Regions from separate parts of the Danio rerio genome. Here region 2 is linked to region 1. Evidence: chromatin contacts called from public Micro-C data. All regions are on one chromosome and are shown on one strand. Each heading gives the region's core, a stretch centred on a gene start, on an enhancer-like site or on the middle of the called end of the contact. The rest is flanking DNA. Distances are from core to core; before and after follow the strand shown. Region 1 holds the start of klf8 (Kruppel like factor 8). Region 2 overlaps klf8 (Kruppel like factor 8).

What was found. A called contact is a pair of places that touch in the nucleus more often than the background predicts.
Region 2: a Micro-C map of caudal fin shows a contact between it and region 1, with 4 times the contacts expected there. The contact joins the enhancer-like site here to the promoter of klf8 in region 1. A contact is called at or near these places in 2 of 18 Hi-C or Micro-C datasets (caudal fin and hematopoietic stem cells) and 1 of 4 datasets of contacts at active chromatin or transcription factors (caudal fin).

What each region holds. Positions count from the first base shown.
Region 1 is chr21:41,334,907-41,340,199 of GRCz12tu, forward strand. klf8 (Kruppel like factor 8) reads left to right here and starts at 1,591. Exons shown (of 6, transcript NM_001080003.2): 1 at 1,591-1,883. The coding sequence starts at 1,857. It also overlaps a transcript of rbm41 not described here.
Region 2 is chr21:41,388,535-41,394,376 of GRCz12tu, forward strand. It overlaps klf8 (Kruppel like factor 8), which reads left to right. Exons shown (of 6, transcript NM_001080003.2): 3 at 3,807-4,269. It overlaps LOC141379903 (a long non-coding RNA gene), which reads right to left. Exons shown (of 3, transcript XR_012396869.1): 2 at 5,573-5,842; 3 at 4,017-5,451. Among named protein-coding and RNA genes, the nearest start is that of klf8, 55 kb to the left of the region's middle. Within about 2 kb of position 1,352, at least 37 of the 62 cell types and tissues checked have an H3K27ac peak or open chromatin away from gene starts, as enhancers often do. A contact at or near this core is called in caudal fin, where this site is marked.

The sequences.
Region 1 (5,293 bases), core at 341-2,840:
ATGTCGGATAAGTCAACCATCCAATCTTCAGGGTATGATTGCTGAAAGTTGGCTTTGTAAGTAAGCCGTAATGGTGCGACAAATATATTTACTGCGTAGTTTGTATAGTAACCCTTTACATTGCAATATGCTACATTGTAACTTGCGTACTGTTGGTGAATCCTTGCCTTCCTATCAGCTGAAAAGTTTTGCTGCCACTCACCAAACTCTTCTCGACTATTCTCTATAAACTGAAGACATATTTCTATGTGAAATATATATTTTATATACCAGCAGTTTTTGAAATACTCATCCTGCATTAACAACAATGCCCTCAAAGTCTCTTTATTCATCTTTCTTCGTCTTCAGATGCTCAGTTTGAACTTCTGCAGATTGTCTTGACCACGTGCCTTAACGCATTGAGTTGCTGCCCTGTGATTTGGACAGTTTATGTAATAAACAGCTATTTAATTTTGTTTCTATTTTTTCTCAAGGTTTTCCATGTTTCATTTTAATTATTGCTTCATTCAGTAAACACTTTAAACTAGTCAAAATAAAAGTGTTATTTGTTAAAATGTATGATTATGTTCTAACAGTATTTGTACTTTTATTTGGGAATAAATGCCATCAGTTTGCAGAACAAAACAAAAGTTTTTTTTACACAAACACAACGAACGCCACTTGGTCAAAATAACAAAAGGGATATATTCAGACATGTTTATAGACTATTTATGTTAACACATTGATGTTTTTTGCTACTTAAAAGTAAATATATATATATATATATATATATATATATATATATATATATATATATATATATATATATATATATATATATATATATATATATTAGGTAGAATAACCCTGCCTCTCAGTAACAAAAAAAAAAACAAAAAAAAGATGAATTGCCATTTTATGGGGGAAAATGCTCCAAAAAAAAAACAAAAAAAAAACGATATTTTTACCCAAACACATACCTACGAAATCCAATTTATTTCCGATACAGGGTTCCACACTATTCATTCAGGTTATCCCAACACAAATAGATTAAGTCAACTAAACATTTAAGTGGATTGAACATAAAACGATCAAGTTGTCCCACATAAAATCTCAAAAATTGTGTTGTTTTAGCTCATTTTAAATACGTAGTTCGAACAAGCAGCAATATATATATATATATATATATATATATATATATATATATATATATATATATATATATATATATATATATATATATATAAAACTGTACTACAAATGCTGAATAATGCAATATGAACAAACACACTAAGAACAATAAATAAAATACGTCTTTTTTGTCTGCTTTTGCTCAAATTAGGGGTAATTTTATCTCCAAAAACTAGTCATTCTCATATAAGGCATCATCACCTCTGTAACACATGCAAAAAAGGACCAAAAAAAGTCGAGCAACTTCGAACATCCGGTGCAACTTGACGTCATTAGGCGAGGTGACAAAGTGATGATGATGATGTTTCTGAACTTCTATTATTGTGGTGGCGCGCTGACACACACACACACACACACACACACTTGCAGCGGCTGTGATTGACACAGTGAAGGGGTGGGGACGCAGGGTGGGGTCAGCAGCAGGGAGAGGCGGAGGAGAGACTCACAGCTCGAGCCCAACCCTGAAACACGGCAACAAACACACACCGAAAGACGAACGGGGCGACGGAAAGAGGGCTTGTTTCTCGACGCCAGGGATATGATTTCTGTGAACCTCCGAGCCAACGAGCGCACATTTCTTCTCTAATACTGAGGCGGATAATACTGACTGTTATTCAAATCTCACCCCGCCCGAGCCGACCGACCCCCCCTCCACTCCACCCCTTCACCGCCGCTTAGATACCGAGATGCACACGGAGACTCGGAACAAAAAAGTAAGTCTGTTTATCGTTTGCAATCGACACATTTGCAGCATAGCTTTGGCCGGCTGTGGTTGTTCGCTTTCTGTTCTGCAGGACTCCTCCGGAGTTCCTCATCTGTGAGCAGTTACCCGGTTTCGGTTTGCTCTGCCGTTAACCGTAATGAGCCGATAATATCATCTGAGCGATTCCCGTGCATGCGCCTCTGAGCCCGTGCTTAACTTATCCGCGAACCTGACACGTTGACTCGGGCGCATTTAAAACAGCTGTGCAAAGTGTTAAAGTCAGATAGGGAGAGATTGAGCGACTCGTCTGTCAGAGCCGTCGAGGGTCTGCAGTGCCGTTTTAAAGCGGTGAAGGCAGGAAGGAAGCGCGCCGAATGCAGCTCGCCGGAGAGACACCATCTTAGCTGCTTTCTTAAAGGGGCCGCAGCCTTTATTCTTATGGGGTGATGAGGACATTCTGTTATGCTTGTTGGTCCTCTCAGTTCTGTGTTTTGTATTCCGTGGCTTTCGCTGTTATAAAGAGATGTCAGTGTTTTGGCTAATAATGTCAGGCTCCAGCTAATACCACGCAGGTTACAGCAGTAGACTGTAAGTTATACATAAAACTGTCATGAACATCCCATGATGTCAAGTGAGAAAGGGAGGGGGTGCATTAGTGTAAGTGGTTTGTTTGTTTGTTTGTTTGTTTTTGTTGCACATACACATGTATTGGAACGTCAGGGTCATCATATTGACACGTCTCCTCCTGTAGTACCCTTGAATGTATCTGCAGGGTCATACATTACATTAATTAAAAACATTTTAGCACAAATTTGACTATCACTTATCTTGTTCTGAAATGTACTTGCTCTGGCATTTACAAATTGGAAAAAACATCTATGTTGACGTTTATCAAGCATGTTAATCAAATAATCATTTTTAATTTATTGTAAATATGTACAAACTTAATACAAACATCTACATCTCACAACAATTAAGAACAAATAAAACAAAATATTATATTAACAATACTATCAAAGTATAAATAGATGCTAGGGGTAAAAATAAATAAATAGCTAAGATAATAATAAGAAAAACATTTTATTATTTAAATTATATTTACATAATACTTCATAAGTGTTTTTGTGGCTTTTCTGTTTTCAATGTTACACAGTGTAGTACCATATTGTTTAAATGGTAAGCTAATTTCTTGTCATGTTAATCAAATAATCATGTTATTATAGGCTAATCAAATGATTTTAATAGAAATAAACTGACTAACTGTTATTTTTGTTTCGATAAAAGTTTTGATATCACAAACGCTATTGATTATTTCTAAAAATTTAATTTACAATTGACGATCCACAGACCAGTATTGTAACTATTTCATATAAATACAGTGAGTAGTCAGAAAAGGGATAGAATGTAGCATATGGAAAACAATCAATTCATTGCTTTGGAGAATACATGCAAATTAAATCGCAGTCAAAAAATAATTAATTAATTAATTTAATACATTTAAAACTGTATTTTGTCAACAACGTGAAAAAGTTAATTGTTTATTATATCACAATTGCTATTATAATATTGTAATAATAAATGCTAATGTTACAAACAAAACATTAGTCCATGGTGTTAATAAAGAGCTAATTATGCAAAACAACAACTGCTATATAACCACTAAGGCTGCACAAATAATATTTGACCTGCATAAGTTTCACTACTATATTTTTTATGATAACGGAATTTAAGAATTGAAACAAAACAAAGCTCTGATCGGCGGCTGCACCAATAAGCTTAAATGAAATGTGTGCTGTTGGTAATAAGGCTTAGCACTCCGAAATAACTCGGCTAAGTTCAAACGCTGTATTTGTAGATTTTAGATCCCCTAAATTGACAATCTCCTCATGAAGTTTTACATTCCACTAGTTTATTTAATTGTAATTAATTGAGAGTTTTATGTAATTTAGCAGGTGCAGTTTTTGCCCCCAAGGTACTTTGCAGCAGAATGTAGTTATTAAAATAATAAAATAATATGCTAATGTAACTATTGTTTCCTACTGTGATAAATGGCTCGTAGGTTAATAAATGGGTGATTGGTAAATATGTAATATTGTTGTTGACTGTTGCAATAACGATCTTTCTTTTGATATTACTAACTTGCAAAATGTTTTTCTGTCAGCAATTTAAAAACAAGACAATTAATTTTGTAATCATCATTTTAAGATAAACAGGTATTAGAGCTAAAAAAAAGATATTAAGGTGCAAACATTTAGACTTCAAAACACCACAAATGACCTCAGCAGAAATTCTGATTTATAATGTTGTCAAATGCTTTTGAAAACTGATTTTTATCTTAATAATGGTCTAAGCAATGTCTATATCGATTAAATAAAGTTAATTTTATTCTGCAAAAAGGATATTGCATATACTGTTATTGCAAAAGCGACAATGTTTCTATTTAGTTTACAGCCTTATAGCATCAGTGTAAATGTGGATTTTGTTGGGATGAAGCATCTGCAATGCACACACACACACACAGGGAATCTAAATGGTGTATCCATTAGACTTAAGTTGTTATAAAACTGTGGCTGTCACAATGCAGTTTGCAAATGTCGCGATTTACAAAAAAAGAGATGAACCAGCCACTTGATGAAGCCTGTCCTGACTTTCAGTTTCAGTAGAAACATTAAGGCAGTGTGTCCACCGAAGAGTTTTTGCAGCACAAAAACACTTGATAGATGCACAGCTTAACACTTTGAGTAACGATGTGCATTTTGTGGCACTTCCGTTAAACTTGGTGATAAAAACAAAAATAACAATGCCATTAGTCCAAAATATTTGACTACTAACTGCAGCATATGGCCATTCAAGTATTCTAGAGAGGCGTCTGGTTTATTTAAGAAGAAAATAATATCTTGAAAACATTTGAATTATTATATGTGCCAAATCTTAAAATGCCCAAATATATTGTAGTTAGGGCGACACGGTGGCTCAGTGGTTAGCACCATTGCCTCACAGCAAGTAGGTCGCTGGTTCGAGCCTCGGCTGGGCCAGTTGGTATTGCATGTTCTCCCCGTGTTGGTGTGGGTTTCCTCCGGGTGCTCTGGTTTCACCAACAGTCCAAAGACATGCCCTTTAGGTGAATTGAATAAGCTAAATTGGCCGTAGTGTATGAGTGTGAATGTGAGAGTGTATGGGTGTTTCCCAGTGCTGGGTTGCAGGAGGTGCATGAAACCTGCCGGATAAGCTGGCAGTATATTCCGCTGTGGTGACCCCTGATAAATAAGGGACTAAGCAAAAGGAAAATGAATGAATGAATGAATACTGAAGTTAATCAGCCTGCCCAATTTACATTGATCCATCACTATAAAGGTGCAAGGTTAAAGTATTGCATCTTTTATGCTCTGTTTACCCCTGAATATAAGGGTGCTTTCACAC
Region 2 (5,842 bases), core at 102-2,601, 53 kb after region 1:
AATTTCTGTCAAGTTTTGTCTAAGCAAAGTCAGACCTTACTGTCCTAATTAAATAACTCAAAATTAAGGCTTGCTCATTTTTTGTTTTGGTAAAATAAGCGTAATCTAGAGGGATTTACCTATCATATAAGCCACTTCTGATACTAAATAATCAACTAGAAGTCAAGTTATTATTTGTTGTTCCTAAAACTTGGATTGGCGAAGAGACTTTTGTCAGGTAGTGTAGTGTCACACTGGGTTATATGGGCTGCGTCTGAAACCGCCTACTACTCAGTAGGTACTGCATTTAAATTTAAACGTACTACTCGGCCGTTAGAAAAGTACATTCTATACAGTATGAATGTGAAAAGTATGAATGGAATTCGGACATACTACATTCACCATTTTGTCATGGTCACGTGACCTACCTGCGCCAGTTACGTCGCTTCACTTCCATTCATGAATTCTCTCGCCGGGCATTATGGGATAGCGCAGCGTGCATGGGATGCGCATTCCAGAATCTCGCCGGAAGTAGTAAGTTATCCGGGTACTTCTCGCATACTGATTTTCGAATTCTATGAATTTGGACATACTACTCTGCTCGCATAATGATTTAAGCGTACTGTATAGTATGGAAGTATGCAGTTTCGGACGCAGACATGGTTTTCTCTGACATAATGCATGAATTTCCTATATGAATTGAATGATTAACTAAAATAGCCAATTGTAAAAATGAGTCCTCAGGTATTTATTAATGATTTTACAATTTTCTTTTTTATTAATAAGAGCTGTAATTTATTAAACCAATCTTGAGTCAGTCAAACCATAGGACAGTTTTAAGATTTGACAAAAAAAATGAGCAAAGCAGTTTATATAACAAGTGCTTCATGGAAGACTATGAAGTGTTTAACCATTTACTTTTTTAATGATGATGATACTAATTACATTCATATTTTGTCAGGTGTGACATTGAAAATACAACAACACGTCAACAAATCTAAATGTTGTCATAAAAACAGCCAAATCAAACACAACTGGTTTTGATAACGAGAGCCACAAGGCTTCCTGTTGCAACACTCGCTCTTTCCACCGCAAGCCGTTTCCTACAACTGCTAATAGATATTGAGCACACTCAATTAACATCCCACACAGCACGCTAGCGATAATTGGGTCACTTATTGATGTGGTCCTTCCGACTCTGGCACTACATCTTTACGTGCTTTTCTTCAGGTTCGAGCAGTGGAAAACAACATAGGACTGCAAGAAAGGTGGAGCAGCTGAAGGGTGGGGATGCAGAGAGAATGAGGTGGCAGGGTGGAGAACCATAGAGAGCCAAAGCGAGATGTGGGTGGGATCGAGAGAGAGAGAGCGAAAATGAGTCAGCTGATATACCTCCCAGTTTCCATGACAACCGGAGGCCTTTCCCACCCACTCTCCCCTTATTCTGTGTGTGTTTGGCTCCCACCCCGGCCCACTCGCTCTGGTTTTCTCTCAGCTGTTTCCTTCAGTTACACAACCTCTGTCTGTACCTGTCTTCAGTTTTTCTTTCTTTTTGTTTGTTGTTTGTTAGATGTCATGAGAATTTGTTGTTCTGTGATTTTTGTCATTTAAGTCCTTATCATTTTGTGTGAATGCTTCAAACTTAAAGACTTACATTTCAACGAATTGACTAGAAATGTAATGATTTAAAAGAGATATGACTGTTTATTATTGTTTCTGCTAATACTTGTGTTGGAGTATTGAAAAAAAATTGTAGTTTGTACCTAATTTTGAGTAGGCTTTGAGTAAATTTGTTTTTTAAATATGTTGACGAAACTCTCTCAAAAGATGTAATTGATTAATCCAAAAGTAGTTTTGTTAACGCCGCAAATGTTTGAATATTTCGCTACTAAATGCTTTAAACTGGCTTGGAATATTTAAGGGGGTAGTTCACTCAAAAATGAAAATTTGGCTCATTTATTCTTCCTCATGTGGTTTTAAAACTTTAAGGTTTTCTTAGTTTTCTTGTTTTTTTAGTTGTTTGCTTCCTTCCATTTTGTTGTTTCTTTTTTGTTGATTCTTTTTTTCTTTTATTGTTTCTATTTGTTGGTTCCTTCTTTCTTTCATGGGTTCTTTCTTTCTTTTGTTGGTTCTTTCTTTCTTTTGTTGATTTTTTTTGTTGTTGGTTCTTTCTTTCTTTCTTTCTTTCTTTCTTTCTTTCTTTCTTTCTTTCTTTTTCCTTTGGTTCTTTCTTTTGTTGGTTCTTTCTTTTGTTGTTTTTTTCTTTCTTTCATTTGTCCTTTTTGTTTCTTTTTTTTCTTTAATTGATTCTTGGGTGAGGCAGTGGCGCAGTAGGTAGTGCTGTCGCCTCACAGCAAGAATGTCGCTGGGTCGCTGGTTCAAACCTCGTCTCAGTTGGTGTTTCTGTGTGGAGTTTGCATGTTCTCCCTGCCTTAGCGTGGGTTTCCTCTGGGTGCTCCGGTTTCCCCCACAGTCCAAAGACATGCGGTACAGGTGAATTGGGTAGGCTAAATTGTCCGTAGTGTATGAGTGTTTGTGTGAATGTGTGTGTGGATGTTTCCCAGAGATGGGCTGCAGCTGGAAGGGCATCCGCTGCGAAAAAACTTGCTGGATAAGTTGGTGGTTCATTCTGCTGTGGCGACCCCGGATTAATAAAGGGACTAAGCCTGCAAGAAAATGAATGAATAATTGATTCTTTCTTTTTTCCTTGGTTCTTTTTTGTTGGTTCTTTCCTTTGTTGGTTCCTTTTTTTTTCGCTGGTTCTTTCTTTCATAGTTTTTTCTTTCTTTTGTTGTTTCTTTTTCATTTTTTCTTTTGTTGGTTCTTTTTGTTGGTTCTTTTTTTGTTGATTGTATTTGCTGATTCTTTCTTTTGTTGGTTCTTTTTGTTGGTTCTTTCTTTTTTCATTGGTTCTATTTGTAGGTTCTATTTTTTTGTTCCTTCTTTCTTGTGTTGGTTCTTCATTGATTCTTTATTTTGTTGCTTCCATTTGTTAGTTCTTTCTTTCGTTGGTTCTTTCTTTCATTGTTTCTTTCTTTCTTTCTTTCTTTCTTTCTTTCTTTCTTTCTTTCTTTCTTTCTTGTAAGAAAACAAAATACCATGCAATTCAATTGGTACCAGCCTTCAGCATTTTTAAAATTACCTTCTTTTGTGGGTATTACTTTTATTGATATTCTCAAATAGGTTTTTCACTTTTTTGTGGTGAACTGTTGCATGCAGTTAGGTGAATGGAATGCATGAGTGACCTGCGTGCGGTGCACTTTTTCAAAATGTATGTGCATCTTGCCATTTCCATATCCAAAATGTGCATAAAAAGAAATGGATGGAAACATGGCTAATGGTTACCGGTTATAGGCTTACTTTGAAATAAATCGTCTTTAGTGTTCAACAAAATATCATCATACAGGTCTGATTCAAGTAAAGTGTTTTGGTTTAACTATATGTCTCAGTGCAGGGGGAATTTAATGGGTGTAGCTTACAAATACACACAAATACACACACACACACACACACACACACACACACACATCTCTGTGTTGAGCTTGTGTGTGTATAAATTTGTGTGACTGGGCTTGGCTGTGTTGAGTTGGATTCACGCCAGGTCCAGGCCTCCTTCTCTGCAGCGTAGAGGCCCGATCTGGCCAGCCATTGTTCCTGTGTTTTTGTGGAGCTGCCGCACAGCTGAGCGAGAGCGCTCCATACCCTCCCTTTCCTTTCTGTCCTTCCTAATCTCTTTCCTCGCTTCGTTTGCTCGTCCACAGTCCTTCCTTATCTCCCTCATAGCCTCTTTTTCTTCTCAGTTCTCTTCTATTTTTGTGCCTCCACAGAAGCAAGAGCCGCTAGACGATTGCCTTGAGCCCACAGACCTCAAAATCAAGTCCTCGCCTCCACCGCTCTGCATCATCAGCACCCAACACAGCGATGCCGACCAGACCGAACCCGTGGACCTGTCGCTCAACAAGCCCCGTCCATCGCTTCCTATAGCCACCGCGACCTCCACCCCTGCAAACCTGCCTCCCCAGAACATCACGGCGAGTGCCACCATCCCGGCGGTGCTGTCGCAGGGCTCTATATTGGCGTCCACGCAAGGGGTCGGAGGTCAGCAGATCCTGCACGTCATCCACACCATACCCTCCGTCAACATGCCAAGTAAACTAGGCCAGCTGCAAACCATCCCTGTGGTTGTGCAGTCTTTACCAGTGGTCTACACAACCGTTCCCACAGACGGCATGGCCACCGCTGCCATCACCGTCCCACTCATCGGGAGCGACGGCCGGTCGGAGGGATCAGGTGAGATGGATGTGACCCATTGCACTAGTTAGTCTCACTTTATCATGCTGTTTTCAAAATGAAAATTACCTCACCATTTACTCTCTCTCATGTGGTTTTAAACCGTTCATTCTTTTCCATTTCGTTCAGTTTCATTCTTCTGTTGAACACAAAAGAAGATGTTTCAAAAGTGCTGGTTCTTAAAACACAACATTAGCAAATAAAATGAATTTAAATATAAAAAAATGTCGGCCATATATATTGTGATATATAGTATTTATACAGATCCAGCAAATGACTGAATAGCACTATTTGAAAAGCGTTTTGGGTACACTTCATTTTAAGGTTCATTTCTCACTCTTAGGGCGTACTCACACTATGTACAGTTGCCTTGAACTGGGCCAAAGCACGCTTGTCCCCCTCCCATCTTCCCCGACGACCTGCACTCACATTACAATCGGGCCTGGGCACGCTTATGTCATCGATGCTGCACTGTTCAGCAAGCGCTCTCGCTCAGCACAGTAGAGATTTCTCTAGTTATATCGCTTTAGTCCTTAGGGATGCGGTGACACGCAGTCAGATATTTTGCCGAACAGATCAGCCACATTTGACGCTCATAAACAGTCATGAAGCCCTCGTGCTGCAGGAATTAGGAGGTTTACTAATAAACTATAGCAGTTTGCGTTCACTGAACAGTAAGAATGATTAATAAATCCATATGAAACAGCCCCTTAAAAGTCACGTCTCGCTTTCAGTTTCAGGCTTTGGCGCGTTTTGCACTCACACAAAAGCCTACCGCTATAAAGCCCAAGTGAACCACGCTCGTGCCTGAGCCCGATTCAGCGCACTCACACTTCTCAAATCATCCGGGAAATGGGCCTGTGCACGGTACGGATAGCATAGTGTGAGTAGGCCCTTAAGCCTGGTTTATACTTCTGCGTCAGTGACCGGCGTAACCCACGGCGCATGCAACGCGCGTGCATTTGTACTTCTGCACGCTGTCTCTGTTGGTCTGCATTAACACTTCAAAAAAAGCTAGTTGGCAGTAAGGTGTTAATGCTCCTCTGTGTCGAGTTTCTTCACCTATGTTTTGCTTTTCCTGAACACTTCCGGGATGTACAAGTGGCTCAAACTCGCGGAACCGGCGGACGTGCAACAACTTTAACTATGAGGTAAACACAAAACAAAACTTTCCTTCCGGAGCTCCTTCACGGGACTCCACACTTGTAAACTATCGCTCCATCGGGCTCGCGCCATTCGCTCGGTTCTCGGTCCCGCCCAGACTTGTCAGCGCTACCAAGCCGACCAATCACAGAGCTTGCACTACGCGTCGTTGCGACGTGTAGTTACATGTTTTGAGAGGTGCACATCAGCGACGCCGATGCGTGTGTTTGAGGCAGAAGTATAAATCAGCCTTTAGCAAACCATTATGACTTTTGCTTCAATAAACTCCTAATTTGCTCTTTATTAAGGTAGTTTAGCTATTGGGTAGGATTAGGGATTTAGAATAAGATCACAGAGAATATGTGCTTTATAAGTACTAATAAGCAATCAATATCTCAATAACCTAGCAACTAAGTTATAGTGAGAATTG